2 separate regions of the Sus scrofa genome follow, and region 1 is linked to region 2. A link is a contact called in public Hi-C data. All regions are on one chromosome and are shown on one strand. Each heading gives the region's core, a stretch centred on a gene start, on an enhancer-like site or on the middle of the called end of the contact. The rest is flanking DNA. Distances are from core to core; before and after follow the strand shown.

Evidence for each region. Hi-C and Micro-C count contacts between places; a contact is called where the count stands out from the background.
Region 1: a contact with region 2 is called in a Hi-C map of liver, with 2.5 times the contacts expected there. The contact joins two enhancer-like sites. A contact is called at or near these places in 1 of 5 promoter capture datasets (liver) and 6 of 47 Hi-C or Micro-C datasets (fetal heart ventricle, liver and skeletal muscle).

Annotation. Positions count from the first base shown.
Region 1 is chr5:36,467,130-36,470,257 of Sscrofa11.1, forward strand. TRHDE (thyrotropin-releasing hormone-degrading ectoenzyme) reads left to right here. Exons shown (of 19, transcript XM_021092004.1): 4 at 3,028-3,128. Among named protein-coding and RNA genes, the nearest start is that of TRHDE, 200 kb to the left of the region's middle. Within about 2 kb of position 1,297, at least 3 of the 83 cell types and tissues checked have an H3K27ac peak or open chromatin away from gene starts, as enhancers often do. A contact at or near this core is called in liver, where this site is marked.
Region 2 is chr5:36,280,043-36,283,404 of Sscrofa11.1, forward strand. The region is part of intron 1 of TRHDE (thyrotropin-releasing hormone-degrading ectoenzyme); the gene reads left to right. Among named protein-coding and RNA genes, the nearest start is that of TRHDE, 15 kb to the left of the region's middle. Within about 2 kb of position 2,064, at least 1 of the 83 cell types and tissues checked has an H3K27ac peak or open chromatin away from gene starts, as enhancers often do. A contact at or near this core is called in liver, where this site is marked.

The DNA of each region.
Region 1 (3,128 bases), core at 47-2,546, 190 kb after region 2:
ATTTTATTATTTTCAAAGTTAAGCAAAAGAATATTTCACTTACCAAAGAGATATATTTTTAACAGCTTCATTGAGATACAGTGACATGCAGTATGCTGCACATATTTAAAGTGTACAATTTGATGTTTTAAGATATGTACACACCCATGAAATCATCACCATAATGAGCCTATTCATCACCCTCAAAAGTTTCCTGTTGGCTATTTTTAATCCCTTCTCTCCGTGTCCCTAAGTGACTACTGATTTGCTTTTTGACTCTATAGACTAGTATGCATTTTCTAAGATTTTTATATAAACGGCATGAATCATACAGCATATGTATTTTTTTCTTCCTTTTTACTAATGATAACTATTCTGGGGTCCACCCATGTTTGTTGCATGTATTTCTTTTTACTGCTAAATAATGTTGTATGGCTGTACATCACGCTAGCCATTCATGTATTAGTGGACATTAGATTGATGTCCAGTTTGGGGGTATTGGAAATAAACCTTTTATGAACATTTGTGTACAAGTCTTTATGTGGATATATGCTTCTTGCAGGCACTCTTAAAATGTTAAACTATCTATGAGATGAAGGTGCAGAGCAGAGAGGCACAGTTAAAATATCTCTCCAGAGTTGTTAGAACAAAGTCCAAGTTTCTTTAGTACTTTGATAGAAGGTTATTATGTGTGTAGTGACATAATCTAATTTCTTAAATTTTCTCTTTTTTTCCCTTTTCCCAGGCCTAGACATGATTCTCTGTGTCTATTATAAAGCCTGTGAGTGTCTGAGAAGCTGCCTCCTGTTACTCATCCCTCTGTATTTTAATGTTCTCAGTCCCTTTATCTGAATATGGCTTCATTTGCTAGAGCCCCTGTCTGGTTGAAGTACAGCTTTCTTACTCAGGTTCTGACTTCTCTGCCCTCAGACCTCAAAACCATCCTGTCACCAGCTGCCTGCTTAGGGCACCACTGTCTGAGATCTTTGGCACCAAGCTTTAGCTGCCCCCTTACCACACCTGCTTACGCTGCTACTCAGGCCTTTGCTGTCTGATGACTGCCTATAGTATACCTTCCTCTTTGTTCCAAAATCCTAGACTCTGTGTCTGGCCCAGGTCTAGAGTCTTCTCACTGGGCTATTTGAGTCAATCCATATCCCAGTGTACGGCCTGATTTGCTCACTTAATCTTGGGAACCTAACTACTCTTGGCTCTTGGAGAACTCCAGCAAACAGAAGTTTTGGACAGGTTTGGTTCTGAAAAAGTATTCCTAAATTCACATGTTCCTACAAGTAAGTGACACCAGACCTGCTACTGCCATCTGCTGAGTTGACAGAGTATCCACATTGTTGTTCTGTTGCCTAGTTTCTTCATATTTAGGGAAGGTCTCCAGGTAAAATCTTAAGTAGAAGTATGTCTATTTGTTAGGTGTTTCAATTACATAACATAATAAAATTACCTTTTTAGAACTATGTCACAGTTTGTTCTCTATCTTAGTAAAAGGCATGTAGTTTTCTCTGCTCACTCTTACAAACAATACTACAGCAACCATTCTTATACCTTTTTTTCTTAGCATCCTAGGGAGTTACTCCAAGGGTTATATGTGGAAGTGGAGCCACGTTGCCTGGGTTCGAATTTTTACATTGCTGCTTGCTAGCTTTCCCAAGAAGTATTGAGCACCAGCTATTTTCAGCCCTTCTTATGAGCACACATGCCCTACCTCAGCTCCTGGCTACATGCCATCGGCTTGGCTTAGGTCCCTTTGGCTCCGGGGGATCCTTTGGGAGCCAGTTCCCAGATGCCATTGCCTGTTCCTGGAGCCAGACCCCAGCAGGCTTGTGACTGCTTGTGCAATCACTACTTTGCATGTATGCACCACTTCTGGTCCATGGAGAGTTTATTTCCAAGCCTGAAGATGACTTTTAGTTTTTTTCTTTTAATATTTTATTTATCATTGCTCTGTGTTTCGAGCGGAGGGAATACATCAAAGCATGAATTTATTGTGTCACCTTAAACAAGAGTTGATAATACCTCCACAAACTTTGAAAATAAGAACAAATCTTAGAATCATCTAATCATAGATTTTTGGAGCTTGAAAGGATTTTATAAATAATGAAGTCCAATAACCATATTTTATAGGTGAGGGAATTGTGTTTTTTCAGAAATTAAGTGATTTACTGATGTCATATATCTAGTTTTTAAAAAAGTTTTACTGAAGTATAGAGTATAGTTAATTTATAATGTTGTGATGATTTCTGCTGTGTAACAAAGTGATTCAGTTATACATGTACACACATATTTTTTTTTCCTGATTCTTTTCCCATATAGATCAGCACAGGATATTGAGTTCCCTGTGCTACACAGCTAGTCCCTGTTGACCAGCCATTCCATACACCACAGTGTGCATGTGCCAATCCCAAGCCCCCATATGTCTAGTTAATGGTGGAGGCAGGACCAGAACCAAAGTCTGCAGGTTCCCCTGAGAGTCCTTTTGCCACTACATCTACGATTATACTTTTCTCTATATGACCTGTATATACATGTAACATTCTATTTTTAACAGCACTAAAAAAATAAATTAGAATTAAGCAATTAAAAATATGTTACATTTTTAAACTAGATGTGCAATGTTTTCTTTTTGAGCAATATAGAGGTAAAAACAAGAGTAGAGTATTCACAGCATTGAGCTGAATATATTTTCATTTAAGGCACAATGCCTTTTGACCCTGTAGATTCTTGCTGCATTTGGTTTCCTTGACTTTCTGCAACTTATTAGGGTAGGTCCATCAATAATGGTGCTGGTACTTCCAACCTCCTACAGCACTGGGTCTGAAAATGAACTGTGATGGATGGATATGGCCAGCCTTTATGGTGATAGCCTATATATCTGCTGTCATGTACAAATGGCAGGTAGTTTAATTTCAAAAAAAATTATAAAGAAAGAGCAAGTATTCCTTCTAATTAGGATTTCTGGACTTTTTGTAGGATATGAATTTAGAGTCTGATATGTTTGTTAAAGCCTTTGGAATTGTTTTATTCTATTTCTAGATCTTTTAGCTGTGCCTAAGCATCCGTATGCTGCTATGGAGAACTGGGGACTAAGTATTTTTGTGGAACAAAGAATACTCCTGGATCCCAGTGTTTCATCT
Region 2 (3,362 bases), core at 814-3,313:
GCATCGCTCTGTAGCCCCAGGCTCATCCTCCTACCCACCAGTGTGATCATCACCGCATGGGCCTTATCTTTGTGTGTCGTTTACATCCTTTGAGATTTACAGTGATGGCTGGGTTCCTCCAGAGTTTTTCAGAGACCCATGCAATCCTGCTTTTTGCCACTAGAGAGTAGATGTTCTCTCCAACAGAGGGGATTTTGCGACATAGAATTTGAGAGACTATAAAGATGCAAACTACTTCTGCCCCTTTCCAGTGTTTTGGACAGCTGGAATCGATTCACAGACAGGCACAGCTGGATGGTGATGAGGGTACTGTGAGGGTGGAGTTAGACTGGCAACATTTTATTAGTGGGCCTGAACTGGGGTGAAGGGTCCCAGGCCCCCACTCTTGCCTTCCCTGCCTCCAGGTGTGCCTTCTCAGTCTCTGCATGAAGAGTGGCCCTAGGGTTTAAGGAAATCTGGCACTTATGCAGGGACAGAGGGGCTCAGGTGAGTTGATTCTTCCCAGTGCAGACCTGTGTTGATATGCAGGGTAATGTTTTAGCTTAATTATTTAGATCTTTCCCCAGGACTACACTCAAACCAAAACCAAAAACCAAACAACCAGAGTATGGAAAAAGAATGAAGTTTTAAAATTTGTGCCGTTGGTTACTTTTTATTTCTTTTAAGAATAGGTTCAAGCCGCTTTTGGTTGTGTTGCTGATGGAAATGTATGTGTGTGTGTGTGCATGTGTGTGTGTACAGTGTGCACAGGGACATTCTGGGACCAGACTGCCTCGATTTATGCCTTGATTCTGCCACTCATTAGCCTTATGACCTTGGCTAAGTTTCCTAATTGTTCTGTGTCTGGATTCTTTATTTGGAAAATGGGCATAATGATATCCTCTTCCATAGGATTACATGAGTGAAGTAATTTGTGGGATATGTGCTTACCAACTGTCAAATTTCATATGAAATATGATTCTATGATTATATTGTTACAAGGCTGGACATCTATTCTTTGAGCTGGTACAAGGTCATTCAGGCTCAATGTTGTTGCCTTAGGTGTCCCCTTACTAGCAAGACGGTGGGGAAATGGTCGTTCCTTCCACGGCTGTTTGTTTTGCCCCCTAAGCACAGAGTTCAATAAACAGGGAGCAAAAGAAGCAGAGCTTCTGCTTCTTTTGACGATGAATAAAACAGTGACGAGAAAGGCTGTGTGCTGTTTCATAGCCAGAGAAACCCCACGCTTGGTCCAGACTCTGTGAGATGGAGAAGGGTTGAGGAAGCAGTAGAGTGTGTGGAACAGAGGGAACGCACAACTCTGGTTATGGCACTGCTTTCTGTCAGCCACGAGAAAAGAAGCCAGCGACCGAAGGGGCAGGAGGGTGCCTTTTTTGTCACTGGAAGCCAGAACAGGAAATAGCAAAACCCCAAGTACCAGGGGATACAATTTACACGACTTTCTTTGAGTTCTACCAGTAGTGGTACTCTATAATACTTACATAATACCTTTTCTCTTTCCAATATTAAACAAATGAATCTCAGATACTAGTTTATTCTAATGAATACCTAATACTACGGCTCAGGAAAGTAATTTTTGTGCTTTCATAATACTCTTCATCAGTGGTGATCAAGTACTAAGTACTCATTTTTGATGAGTATTTAGTGCATAAAAATGAAAACAATTATGAATATTATGCTCTGTTTTTATAACACGATTATTCACATATGCACCACTTCCTACATACATATTGCTGGAATTATTGCATTATGCTTTTAGTTTACTAGAATGGTTATTTAAAAAAAAAAGTCTACACGCTTGCTTATATCACTGAATATTCAGCAGGAACACTTCTCTTGTGAAATGGCAGAGTTTTAATGACTCATTGAAGTACATAAAAACACACAGTCTAAACAACGACCCATTTTGGCTTAAAATGTTTTGTCATTGAGTAATAATTTGCATTTTGATTAACAGCCTTAACTTTAAATGGAACATGTGTAACTTCCATGACCTTGTAACTTTGCTCAGTTACTGCAAACAGTTGAATAGTAAATAGATGTTGATCCACTGGATCATTTCTTTAGATCTTGGGAGTTTTTATTACCAACCTTAAACTCTTGCAACACTGGGCAAATTGCAGTTGCAGTAGAAGCAAGTTCAAAGATCATTTTCCACTGAGCGTATGTGTGGTCTGTATAGATGTGGCCAAAACGGAAATCTCTCAGATATGCCCTGCCGTTTCGTGAGGTTCACTTGGTTTTGGTGGGTTCCACAATGAAATGTCATGAATCAATCTGAATACTAACGGCGTTATGCAAATGTTTGTTTCCTCTGCATGTTTTAACTTTATGAAAAGGCAAACTGAAAATGATGGAACAGAAATTGTTTGTATTGCATACTGTAATTTGTTGGCAATATCAACCAACGTTAATGCATTACTTATGCTGAATCTTATCATAATGACTTGACACAAGTAGCTTGCCTAGTGAACTTCCGCAGAAATAAGCAGAAATCAATTCTCTATATCCTTCAGAGGCAACATAGAGCTTTAAGTTCTCCTTCTTAGCTCAACCAAAATGTCAAATGGACAAGTTGTTAAGAAATCAAGTAATTTATTTTAGATAGAAGAGAATGAAAATACATGTATATTGTTCATATTTTTCTAGTTATGCTAAAGTGACATTCTTGGAATAACACTTCCAGGATGTCACTTCTGGAAGGAGAATATTTTTTTTTTACAATAATAGAAGGATTCATTAAAAGATAAAAATGATTTTGTTTCAGAAAGCAGGAGAAAAATAGACAGCAAAAGACTTTTCCCCATTACCTTCTGCTGCCTGCTGTTTTATTTTACATCTTGTTCTATTTACATGTGTATTTCATAGCCTTACTATATATTAAAGTGTTTTCTATTTTTAATGAATTTTTTGTATTTTTTTCTACCTGGTGTACAGCTGTCACCTCAAAATCAAATTTACTCAGAAATCAAACTCATTATTTTCTCCTCCAAATCACCTTCTCTGGAGGTCTCTGATATATTTGTAATGACAGTAAGCAGAAAAGAAGTCTCACTTCCACCAATAGAAGGCAACCATAAAATATATGCAGTGAAGACAAGATTATATTTTTGAAGCGGAACAGACACTGTTGCCTGTTGAGGGAACTGAGCCTGAAGCTGGCTCTCTTTGTTAGAAGGGAGGCTCTCAAGGGTGAGAGAGTTGTTGGAGATAGGCGGGCAATACTGTGCTCTGACAAAACTGGAACCAGTAAAGAGCAGACAAGGTGCTAACTCAGTATGTGAGCCGAAGCTTTCTTTTTTGGTCACGCTCTGGGCTTGCAGGAGTTTGCAGGAGTTCCCAGGCTAGGCTGGGGATCGAAC